2 separate regions of the Capsicum annuum genome follow, and region 1 is linked to region 2. A link is a contact called in public Hi-C data. All regions are on one chromosome and are shown on one strand. The core of a region is the stretch at or near the end of the contact, and the rest is flanking DNA. Distances in the headings are between cores, read along the strand shown. Region 1 overlaps LOC107877736 (N-alpha-acetyltransferase 35, NatC auxiliary subunit). Region 2 has its middle 7.9 kb from the start of LOC124885500.

Evidence for each region. Hi-C and Micro-C count contacts between places; a contact is called where the count stands out from the background.
Region 1: a contact with region 2 is called in a Hi-C map of placenta, with 3 times the contacts expected there. The contact joins two enhancer-like sites. A contact is called at or near these places in 2 of 5 Hi-C or Micro-C datasets (leaf and placenta).

What each region holds. Positions count from the first base shown.
Region 1 is chr7:19,759,869-19,766,390 of UCD10Xv1.1, forward strand. It overlaps LOC107877736 (N-alpha-acetyltransferase 35, NatC auxiliary subunit), which reads right to left. Exons shown (of 16, transcript XM_016724441.2): 15 at 6,517-6,522; 16 at 5,876-6,430. The coding sequence ends at 6,191. Among protein-coding and RNA genes, the nearest start is that of LOC124886165, 3.6 kb to the right of the region's middle. Within about 2 kb of position 1,588, at least 1 of the 5 cell types and tissues checked has an H3K27ac peak or open chromatin away from gene starts, as enhancers often do.
Region 2 is chr7:19,686,473-19,693,709 of UCD10Xv1.1, forward strand. No RefSeq gene overlaps it. Among protein-coding and RNA genes, the nearest start is that of LOC124885500, 7.9 kb to the left of the region's middle. Within about 2 kb of position 2,454, at least 1 of the 5 cell types and tissues checked has an H3K27ac peak or open chromatin away from gene starts, as enhancers often do.

The DNA.
Region 1 (6,522 bases), core at 338-2,837, 73 kb after region 2:
AGACAGGGGAGTATTTTAGATTCTCAAAAAATAATATGAAGTGTAGCAACCGTATATTCACAGTGAAATCTCACAAGTCAGGTCTGCAGAGAATATAGAGTGTATGCAGACATTATTACTATCTCGTGCAAATTGAGAAGTTATTTTCAAAAAATCCTCAACTCAATGTAACAAAATATAAAGAGTAAAATAAAACTGAAATTCTTTTTATATTAATTTGATGAAAAAATAATATAATCAAGATTTATCTAATTTGACTTTCAAAAAAATTAAAAAGTATATATGGAGAGGGAGAGTGGGACCCAAAAGTTTGAGATGTAGTAAAAACTAGTTGTACACGGCTGATCATAGAAAGACAAATTTAGAATCCGAAACTAAAATATACCCTACAACTAAAAAAAGAATCAAAGTATGTTAAATAAAAAAAAAATATCAAAATAGGCTTTGTGCACTTAATAAATGCACAATGCCTTTAAATTTATAACGGCAGTAGTCTGACGGCGTTAAAAAAATGAGAATTCACATTGTGCACTTATTAAGTGCACAATCCATTTTTTTTATGGATTGTGCACTTAATAAGTGCACAATCCATTTTTAATAAACTGTGCACTTATTAAGTGCACAATCCATTTTTTAATGAATTGTGCATTTAATAAGTGCACAATCAAAAAAAAAAAAAATGGATTGTGCTTCATTACCCCTATTAAGATATAAATATTATTTTCGGAAGATATAAGCTCTGGAAATTTATTAGAATTTCGAGAAGAAAAAAGAAAGATTATAAGGATAACTAATTTTATCTTAAAAAAACACTTTCTGGATCTACTCTAATCTATTCACAATAGGTTAGTCCTTGAATTTTCGCCACGTACATTATTGTTACGTTGTTTTATTACGGAAAAAATATATTTGGCTTGTCTATACTTTATCTAAGATGACCAGAGTTTGTTTTAATGATAATGATAATGAATTTTTGGTGAACTCAGGGTGCATTCAAGAAAATATTTTTCAAAATAATATGTAAGTTTTTGATTAAAAGAAAAAAAGTTTTTGATTAAAAGGAAAAAATGAATTTGATCTCTTAATGTTTGTTGTGATTCTTTAATTAATCCAAACTCGACGTTAAGTGCAATTTCATTATAAAACTTGAACCGAAAAAATTAAACCAGATAAAACGAAATAGAACAAAATAAGTGCACAATGTGAATTAATAAGTAAACAATCCAAAAAAAATGAATTGTGCACTTAAAAAGTGCACAATATTAATTAATAAGTGCACTTTCTAAGTGTACAATTCACAAAAAAATGGATGATAAAAAAATGGATTGTGCACTTATTAAATGCATAATGTGAATTCTCACTTTTTTAACGTCGTCAGACGGCTGTCGTTACAAATTTAAAGGCATTATGCATTTATTAAGGTCACAACGTCTATTTTGATGTTTGTTTTTATATGACATACTTTAATTCTATTTTTAGTTGTAGGGTATATTTTTATTCCGGGTTCACAAATTCACAACTTACATGTGCACTTTAGTGAAACTACTGACTACATTGTACGAGCATGTACCTTCTAATAATCAATCTTGTGTTTTAAAACAAAAAGAAGAGTGGGGTGGGGTGGGGTGTCGGCGGGGGGGAGAGGACACTGTTTTCTTGATTTGGTAATTAAAATTTGAGTTATATAATGGTGGTCTTGCTATTTTTAGGATTTTTAACATTTCATGGATATGATGATTGTGCTTTCATATGGACACTTCAAATAAAATATTAGAAAAATGTCAATATGGGTTTAAGCCTTTTCTTTTTATTTGTATTATTATTTAAAAAAATTATACTTATATTACAACTTAATTTATTATAACTATTAGAATTTCAATGCTTTTATATAATTATATAAATATCTGATCTTACTTAAAAGTAAGGATACATCACTAAAGAATGTGATGATTTATGAAAAATTAAATGATGTATTTAAAAAAATGTAATATATTCATAAAATTAAATGATATATTCGAAAGAATATAATGTATCCGTATAAAATTAAATAATATATCTGTGTAGACTAAATAATTTATTTTTTATGATTTTGAAAAAAGCTAAAAGAGTAATTAGCTCCAAAAGGATTAAAATTTATGTAGTTTTTACTTATTTTTTTTATGGGTGATAAAATTGATCTTGACTTATCTAACTCATTTAATCATTCAATTTTTAATAGGTTATACGGCTTTATACACAACTTAACCTATCAAAATCAGTGGTCCAAGTAGAATCACTGTGTATCTAATTTTGATTCATGAAAATGTTTAATCATAAATCAAGAAAGTGTAATTCAAATTTTTTGTACCACCTACTTTGTCTTGAGTCTTGATGTGGAATAATAGTGTAGTTAAATCTATTTATGTTATAAGTTTCTGTTATATAAATCGATAACTAAACATAAGTTTGCAATTGTAAAAGTGATGAATTAAATTGGATAAGTTGGGCTATGACTTATAGTTTAGCTCATCTTCACTTAACTCAGTTTTCCTAATATAAATTTCAAATAGGATTAAACAATAATTTCTTTATTGATTCACTTTATTTTAATTAGTCTACATTTTACTCAACTTATCTATTCCCCTAATAGTGGTATCTAGAAAATTAGAAATTCACTAAAATGATAGGAACAGTAGGCATTTGGAGGAGTATTTGAGTTGAAGTTGAACCAAAAATTATTTTAAATTGAAATTAATCAAATATTAATGAATTGAAATTGTGTTTAAAAATTGATTAGCTAATAATTAATAGGGTAAAAAAATTCTTGAGACATAGAGAACAAAAATCAGCATCTTTTTAATAAAGGAATATTATAAAAAAAAAATTAAGACACTTACATGATTAAATATTCAAGTATTCTTTATGCGTGGTGGGCAATTGTATTATTCCTTTTTAAACTTAAGCAAACCTAAGGAGAGATCTGAACCAATAATTGAGCAACAAACAAATAAAAAATAGTCCTGGTTACATGAATCACAAGTTTTTATTTTTTATTTTTTCAATTAGTGTGTATCGTTTGATATTTGAATTGAAATTTGATTAAATTTAAATTTACATCGAAAAATTTCACTTTGTGGAATAATGCATTCTCTAACGAAAATGACTTCATTTTCAACTAAAACTCAAACTAGAATATTTGATTAAATTTGAAGAAATTATATTTATCACTTCAATCGTGAACCACAAGTTATTTATTTATTTGATTTTATATGAATGTATTTGATGATTAAGATTATTTTGAGGTTACTTCTTTAATCAAATGAGAAGTTAAGATATCCACCGTCAAAAAGTTGTTAATTTATTTAGTATAAGATAAATAGACGACCCCATTGAAACATTAAACAAATGATTTAACATAAATTAAAAGCACACACTAATTTTGACTTTACCTTTATGATTTTTCTTCATTTCATTTTTGAATGGTTTCTTTGTGGCATTGACAACATAAATGTCTCTGTCTATTGTTTCTTCTCAAAAAAAATAAAAAAATAAAAGAGCATATTATTTGTGTTTTTTACCATACCAATAACATACTTCTTCCATTTTAAAATAATAGTCATGTTTCACCTTTTTCAAAATTAATTTAATTAATTTTTAAAGCTATTTTAGGTCGAATTATTTTTGATATTTTAAAATTAAAAGTTAAATATTTAAAACCTATACAAGAAGTACTATAATTATAATTTTTCTCATATCTATACAGTGTATAAGTACATTTCAAAATATTCGTCTAAGTTCATATTATTTGAGGACTCTCAAAAAAGAAATTGCGATAAATATTGTGGAATGGAGGATGTATCTTTTAAAATCTCATAAGTGAGATCTCGAAAAGATAATATATAGTATGTATACAAATCTTACTCTTCTATTGTGGGATAAAAAAGTTAATACTATGTGTATTTTTTAAATTTTGAAAAGGTGTTTTAGTTTCGAGATGTTAAAAGGACCCTAGTATACCTTTTACTAATTAGTTGTCAACATTGAATTTTATTCTATCTAGAAGTTAGCATCATTTCCTCATGTTGTGACTTGTTACTAGCTATGCTTTTCAAACTTAATCTTGAAGTTAATTACAATTACTCATTGTTCTAATCTAAAGCTTTAGGATGGTCCTAAATGAAATATAGACCATATAAAATAACTAAATATAAGGTCATTTGTACAAGATTATACTTTAACATGTGGTGTGTACATATAATATATGTACCACATGTTCGAGAAGGTGCAAGTAGCATATATTGAAAAATAATTGAGATAGTTTGATAATATCCTATATCAACGTACATATACACTTGACAATAAACTATAGTGAGTGAAGATATTAAAAGATGATAATATTGACCTAAAATCATATGAAAAAAAATTATCTTGAATAACTTGCAATTTCATAAAATCAATGCAGACTTGATTAAAAATAGAGTATAATAGAGAAAAATATTCATATAGATGGATATCTACTAATTGGGACATGTTAATATAATTTCAAACTTATTGTTTTTCTAGAAATGCTACACTTGAGTCGAGGGTCTTTTCATTTTCGGAAACAACCTTATTATCTCTCCGAGGTAGTGGTGTAATATACGTACACTTTATCCTTTCCATATATCACTTATAAGATTTTACTGGGTGTGTTTTTGTTGCTTTTCTAGAAACATTTTGACCTTATCATCGATTTATATGATAATAAGAATAAGAATTCATATAGCGGACCAAACATATTTGTCATTGAATATATATAATTTTTTAGATGAGCAAACTAATTACTCAACAATCTTTAATTAGTATGAAATAATGGATTACAGCTTATATCAAGATGCTTATGTTATCCAGCAAATATGCTCATAGTTTTGCCAGTTAGGAAGAATAATTAATACAGTTTCATGTGCACCAGCTTGTTCAACATAATATTTTTGTAGTTTTGTCTCTTAATGAACTTGAGCACATTTAAAATTCATACTACACTAACCATCCCTCTGTGTTTAATTAAATTAGAGATTTTGAGTTTGAACTTAAAAATGTTGTCACATTTGGTACGCTTTACATTCCGAAGGGTTCGTTGGGTAACTGATTTGGAAGTGAATTATGCAGATATCAAATCTTGCACAAATGGTACCATGTTTAGTAGGTTTAGTAGTTGTTAGGATGTAGTTATTCATGTATAAAATTAATAAGGTGTTTGATTTATGACTTTAAAACCTACATTAACTAATACATGCATTAACTGTGAATAATCTTTATACATGATAGAATGTGAATATATTGGGTATATTGTTGTTGCTATAGAATATGAAATAATTGATAGAATTATTGCTATGTGACCAAAGAGGTCATCGGTTCAAACTGTGAAAATAACCCCAAGAGGTCATCCGTTCATTCCATGGGAACAACCCCTTACAAAAATGTAAGATGACACTATCTACAATAGATCCTTGTAGTACAACCCTTCTATAAACCTCATAGCATAAGCTTTAGTGCACCAAATTACCTACATAACTCTAACCAACCATCAATAGACCCTTGCAGTCCAACCCTTCTCTAGACCTCATAGCAAAAATTTTAGTACACCGAATTACCTACATAACTCTAACCAACCATCAAAATGACCCTTCAGTAAAGCTTCCACCCCAAAATGGATAACACAGTGAACCTTTTTTATGAAATAGTAAGTGCTCATTTTAAATTTGAAGGCAACACCATCTATAATGTGCTTGTGCACGTTCGAAAATACTGGTTTTTTCAATAATCGAGAAATCTCCGAAGACCAATGGCACATAATTCAAAGCGCGATAGATAATAAATCAGCTCCTCTATCCTTCTCCACTTAAAACTTCTGGGATTTCAAAATAAGGTTCTGTTACATTTTTAAAACACTATGATCCACAATAGATGATATATTTTACATAAAATATTTGATTATTCCTTCCCCAAATTACAATATTACATCATCGGAAATGATAAATAAATAAACAAATGAAAACAAAATTTGTAAATATCAAAGAAAAATAATCAAGAAGTGAAATATGCTACATCATCCCATGAGACCTAACAATACTTCAAAACTGGAGATCAAGAGAAGATTTTCACTTCAAGATCTCTCTTCACAACAGTGAAATGATGGCAAAATTTGGAGATCAGGATAAAAGTTCATCTTTCAAGATCTCTTCACCACAGCAGTGGCAAAGAAAGGATGGTGGCTGAACTCGAATTGAACCTTAAGCGATGCATCAACAGCCCCTAGCCGGGAAATAAGACCTAGCGCGACACTGTTATGTTCTGCTACCTGTTCTATACGACGAAGCTCTGCCATTTTATCCGGATCATTAGAAAAACTGCTCCTCAGCTCCTTTGCAATTCTCTGAGCTCCTTTGAAGCAGTTATACATAGCCGTGTTCTGCATAATTAGAGTTCAAGTTACGCGCTAAATGAAAACAACCATCCGTAGAATGGAAAAAAGACCAGGACGGCAATACGACTCACAGATAG
Region 2 (7,237 bases), core at 1,204-3,703:
ATTCTTATTTCTTTCATTGAGCAATTTTATATTTTTGATGTAGTTCAATTTTTTTTGATTGTTGTATTTGCAATCCAGTTCTTATTAATAAAGTGAGAAATTTAAATTTGTTATTTTCTCCGTTTAAAAAAGAATGATCTACTTTAACTTGACACAAAGTTTAAGAAAATAAAGAAGACTTTTAAATCTTGTGGCCTTAAATTAAAGTAGTGTCAAATGTACCAAAATGTTATTTAATCTTGTGGTCATAAACATGATATGTGGAAAGTTAAAATTAAAGTATTGCCAAAAAAAAAAAGGAATCATTCTTTTTTAAACAGATAAAAAGAAAAATAGTTTATTCTTTTTGAAATAGAGGAAGTAAAATTTAGATGTACCTTATACCATACTCTACATCCCTCTTTGAATATAATACTAGAAAATTCATACCCATAATCACAACAAAAATAATTATTTATGACACAATCATATCAACTGATTTATTCTTACTTTGCACCGTGATGCCTTAATTGTGATAAAATAATTATTTATGAAACAGTTATTTCAACTGATTTATTCCTACTCTATACCACCGTCTCATAGATTGATAAAGTGAAAATAGAATACAATCATAATAGAAATCTCTTTTTTTTTCCTTGGAACAGGTGTCTTACTCGTTTTATCTTCATGGCTTACGTGAGCAACACCAAATTCGTCAATTTTATATTTTATTCATAGTATCAAAGTACCTCTGAAGGATATAGTGTTCATAACATACAATGAAAGATGAAAAGCAATCTTGAACAAATTTACTTGTGTTTGAAATTTAGTCACATCTAAACGATGAATTTCAAGACAACCCTGATGATAAGAGTTGTAGATCAGATTATTTTACTGTATAAAGATTTGATGTGTATCTACATAGAAGCCTCTCTATAATATATATATATATATATATATATATAAATTATTAAAATATGCAAATAGATGTTAACATGATTGTTATATCTATTTAAATGTTATGAATAAATATTGTATAAAAATAACAAATTATATGAACTTATATAGCAATTGACATTAAAACAAAAGCAAGATTCATTTAAATGATAAAAATAAACGTGATAAATATTACAATATATCTCTTCATAAATGAAATTATTGATGTATGCATACCTTATAAATATCTTTGTAGTAGAGAGACTTTTTCTGATAAACCACCGGCTAACTTATAAAATTAGGATTCAAAAGTTATGCTTTCAGACTCAAGATAATTTTCAATATAACACATGTTTTATCACTGCCTCAAATGGATAGAGAGACCATTCTCAATAGATATCCATAATCTAGATCAGGATAGCATTATTAGATATGGATTAAAAGTAAAAAGATCAAACATATCTTTTAAATTGTTGAATGAGACTGAAGAAACTACTGTGCTTGAAAAATCTAGGCAACAGTGTGGTGGAGGATTTATTAAAATTCCTAACAATAAAACAATTCTTTTCTCTTCTTCAAGAATTTACTGCAATAAAGATATCAATGTTCGTACCCCATATTAAGAAAATATTACGAAAAGAAAATACAACAATGAAGAAAACATGTCATTTAGTAAGAAAAACAATGGATAGTGTTCAGAGAAATAATACATGAAATAATGTGGTAACTAAAACATAATATATAATAGAGGGTAATAGACATCAAAAGCAAGAAAATACATATATAAAGTTAAATTTACGACAGACACAATGCTCTCAAACTCTCGTCAGACTCCCACTAAATCTAAACCTACCAAAAAATAAGTCAAAATATAACCACCTACTAACCTTCTACCCTAATCTATGACCTTCACACCCTCCTATCTAATGCACTTGTATGAAAAATTATAAATTTATGAAAATAAACATACTACGGGCGTGCAACAATATTAAAACTAAATTACACATAAAAACTTCAAATTACAAAATTAAGATTCATAAATAAAAAAGAATTTAACCTTTCATAAATCAAACTCTTCTTAACGACTCAATTGTGATAGTTGGAGTTGGACAGTTAAATCAGCCAAGGATGTGAGAAGAAAAATAAGACTTTGAATCTTAGCAGATAGTTTTGAGAAAAAGACAGCTCAATATGGATACAGGAACAGAATAGTCATTAAAACAAAGCAAAGGTGATTTATCGTAACAAACAAGACTACTAAGGAATTTCTAATTGAGATTTTAAATAAATTTAAGTCTGACTATATTTAACTTAAAGGCATAATTGTGAGGAGAAAAAAACAAAACATCTTATACTGTAATTCCAAGCCTTCAACTTCTTGACAATAAAAATTAATAGAATAGAAAGAGAGTGACCAAACTGATCATGATAAAATCTAATCTTTTAAAATAAACATAGACAAGACATAGACACCCATCAAATATGACATAGAGTTTCTGGTCAACTGTAATATGATAGCAACAACTATTTGTGAGTTTCTGGTCAACTGTAATATGATAGCAATAACTATTTGTACCGTAAATTTATCATTATCCAAAGCACATGTACGTAACACTCCATTGAATAAATTTGATCATTGCAGAGAAAATAAATTTAGTAAAAGAAATTAAATTATCGCTTAAAAGACTTATTGATCAAATTTTGTGTGCACGATAACAATTAAAGCCTGTAGAAAAAAAGAAGGCAATCATTAGAGCTTATTATTATATGTTAAATCTTATAATTATTTACATGATTAAAAATAATGTAAGTAATTAAATTTTAAAACGGGTAAAGATCATATTTTTAATATTACTAATTCAACGGCACGTGCCTAGCACGTGTAGCCTTTGATTATTTAAAATTAGACGATTTTGTCTATTGCAAAGATTTTTAATGAAGTATAAAAAGTTCAGATCACTTCTCAAAGATCCTTCACACTTTAATATAATAATGTAAACATAACATATATTTTATTGTAAGTACATATATATCTTACCACCAGAAGTTTTAAGTGGTTAATGGATCCTCACCTTTGCATTTGTCAATACCTCTTTTTCTTGTTGTTAGAAACTAAGAGAGATGCATCGATTTGAACCATATTTGTACTACGGTTATTTTCTTATATTTAAAATATTTTCTTATTTTTAAAGTTGAATCTTTAGAAAATCTTCAATTATTTACTCAAAACTTTTAAAATTTTGGTACTTTTTACATTGTTCTTATTCTAATGCTTTTATATTTATTTTTAGATTTTTCAAATCTTCTTAAAATCAGTTTTACTTGATTTAGAATTCTTAAACTAATGAAAAAGGTATTAGTTGTCATAAATTTTGATGACTTCTAATAAGGAAAGGTTTTATTACAAATATTTAATTAACTAGTATTAGTACCCGCGTGATGCGCGGTCGATATTAAATGAAATTAATTATAGAAATTATTATCTTATTGATTTTATATAATAAAAAGTTTATTCAATATCATTCACATATTTGAAATTAATAAATTTATGCAATATGAAAAATAACTATTAAAATATTGAACTTAGTATCATTAGTTACGTAAAACTTAAACATTTTTATCGAAAATTAATATCTGCGTGCAAATAATATTATATTGTCATATAATTATTTAAGAATATTAGATAATATTGTGATCTATTCTGATTTATTTTGTAAGAAAATCATATAATTATAAAAGAAAATGCATATTTAACATAATTATTATTAGTTAAGTGACGTACTTCTTAATTTGGTTAAAAAAATAAAGTAGATTTTGTATTTCTTTGCACGATCTTAGTCATAGTATATTTTTTATAAATTTAAAATATTTTTGCCAAGGCAAATATTTTGAGCAAAGTCTCAATAAAAGTCAATTTTTTCTCTCTCATATTTTTTTATTACCATTTTTTTAACAAATAACTTATAACATTATCTAAGGTCCTAACATGTTTGCACGATTTCACAATGTTCACTTATTCTCTTATGATAATGGACCAACAAATATTAATGAATCTTATTGTATATTATTTTTTTGAATAAATGGTTTAGTCCTTCATAGGTTTGAATATTCACTTTTCAACTTTATTTTCGACCAAACCTATCATAATTTCTCAATTTACTCAATTTGAATGAAATTATAAATATTAATCACTATCAAAATCGAATTCCCTCCCATCTTAGAACATTCAACTAATACTTAACCCTTCATGTTCATCAGTACAATAAGATATTAATCTTATTCATCTTTATCCGTTATATTGTACAAAGTAGATCAAAATAATTATTGCACCAAAAGGTCTACAATATTCTAAAATTGGAGTTACAAATATAAAGATAAACATGATTGAATTCATTGCCTGTTTATATCAACTAAAACAAAAAATAAGAAAGTTTGTAGCATAATGTTTATAAATAACAAATGATAAATGACCTTTACTTTCACATTAGTACAATATGCTACGTAAAAGTACAATAATATTTGCAGTAAAAATTTAAATATAATGAATTTGAAAAAATCAATATTCATAAGTATTTGATTTATTCAATTTGAGCATTGTCCATTGAGCATCAGCCACAAGATACTCACCCAAATCTTAATCTTCGAGATATAGCTTTTGAGATAGTAATTCTAGTGTTGGGTAAATTTCATAGATAGTTATAGAACTATCAGTTTTTTACTAAGGTCACTTAACTATCATTCTTAATTCAATATCAACAAAACTTTTATACACTATTAAAATCACATAATTTAATTTATAAATTAATTGTTAATCATAACATATAAAAATATAGTATAGACAAATCAAGTATTAATCTTAATATATAAAAATATAATGGATTAATAATTTAGTATCATAGTTTATTAATTTTTGAAGTCATATTATTATCTCACTGAAATTTAAAGCAACAATATTTGCAATGCAAGAAAATCAACCATCTAATATCAATATTAGTTTCTTCATATTTAATGTATAACTTGTAAATTTTTGTGTTATTGCTAAAATTCTCATTTCACATTTTGACCAAGATAATTTTTATAAGTCCTTAAAAATGCATGATCACTAACTTAAATCTTCAAAGAGTACAAATTATATTTTTTTATAAAACATAAAGTACATGAATACTGGCTCATAAAATTTTCACCAAACATGTAGAAAATAAAATGAATATGCAACATAACCTGTATATTTAGTTGACTTGATAAATCAAGAAAAATCTATTTTAAAGCAATACTCAAAGTAAATTGAGATTCTAGAGATTATCAGGACAAGATAAGTTGTGGCAGAAATCACTTGCATAATTCATCTTCTCTAACATGTTATGGCAAGAATTAATTATCTTTTATTGAGTATAGCCTTCTTATATAGTGGTAAATTGTTATGGCATTAGAACTTCTAGATTAATTGCAGTTGATACAATATTCTTTTTCATATATATTTATGTGTGTGTGTGTATATATATATACACACATACATAATTGTTAATTGATTATACATTTTCTATTATATTTCTCAATCAATTTTTTCATGCTTCCTTAATTGACTTACATTGAATAAAATCATAAATACTTTTTATCATATAAATATTCATTTTATGGTAATACTTCAATTGCATTTATTCTAATTTACCAGTAAATCACACCTACATTTTATCATATAAAAATTATTATAAATTTTTATTGATATTTTTAATATTAAGAAATATTTATTCCTAATTCATTTTATTGATCTGCATTTTAAATTTTTATACAAGATAATTTAATTTTTTTAAATTAATTTTTTTCATCAAAACGAAGCATCTTTTTCAAATTTAATTATTTTAAAATCCAAAATTATTCGTACAAACACATATAAGGTTATATAATTGGTCAATTAAAGAATAACTTTGTAAGGCAAAATTTCATTTGACTTGGAATATTAATTAGGACTATGTAATTTTAATAGTTATTTTCGATAAACATTATGCAATCTTTTCTGTGTAGTAATATTCATTTTAAAAAAATTTCAATATTTATTTATTTTCAGTCTATCCTCCTTTTAAATCAAGACTATCATTCATTCATTCCCTAATATAGAATGATAGTGTAATTACTCATTGATAGTTATTCTTAGTTATGAAATTCCTTTCATTAAATATGAATGCATATTGTTTTAAGGGAAAGTTAACTAAATAAATTTATTAGATTGTTTATTACAAGTTATAGCAAAACTTTTTAGTTTTCAAGTTATAGCAACTTTCATTTAAAAAAAGTAGTTAAAAATAATTTTTTTATTTTTATAAAAATACAAAAAAGTAATTACTGAAAAGAAAAATAAAGATTTAATACAACTATATACAATATTTCTTCCTTAAATGTAGTTAACCTTAATTATTGATATCAATCCACCCCCAAATTCCTCTAACCATTTTTCTTTTCTCCTATTTTAATGCCTCCATTAAGAGTTTCCATCTTCATACACTATGTTCTTTTCCTACACGATTTAGTTGTTCCAGTAAATCAAATACGTAAGTTTTGTTTCTTTTCTCCTATTCTGCTCATTTGATGGTATTGATTTTGGTTGTCAGTTGATGACATGAGTGTTTAGTTTGAGAGTATTGTCTGTGTTCTTTAGCCGAATGATATTAATATTACCAGACAATCTCATCATTCACCCCATTACATAATTCAAGTAGTGTTGAATCCCATACACAGCGAAGCTAATTATACTGGTGGCTCAGCCTTATTTTACTGTTTTGGGTTGAATCTTTATTGTCTTTAGATGAATTCGTCATTGCTACTATCGTGCTAACTTCTTGTTATGGTGTTTATCAGAGGAATTGTAGGCCAACTCGAGGAACACTAGAAGGATTGATGCAATAGATGGATGTGTAACTAGATATTTTTATCAATAAAAGATGGATGTCATCGTATATGGTTGTGTAGATGGATTTTTGTATCAGTAAATGATGGATAATGTTTAAAAATGTATATCTCCATTATTTATTATGCATTTGTATATAAGGTTTTGAGTAATGAGAAATATGATAATTACTGGAACATCTGCTCTTTTGATGTTGATATCATCATACTATTCCACGGAATAACTGAAAATTGAAGGAAACGTATAGGCTCGAACACCTCTTGTTCTGAAAAGCACATGAATCCAATGCAATTTTTTGGTTCATTATTCTGGAGATCTCTTCTACTGTTTTTTTGAGGCAAGAAGTTTTCAATAGGGCCTTCTTGTTTGCAATAGCATATAAAATTTTAGATTGTGGCAAGGATCTTAAAACTATGGTGT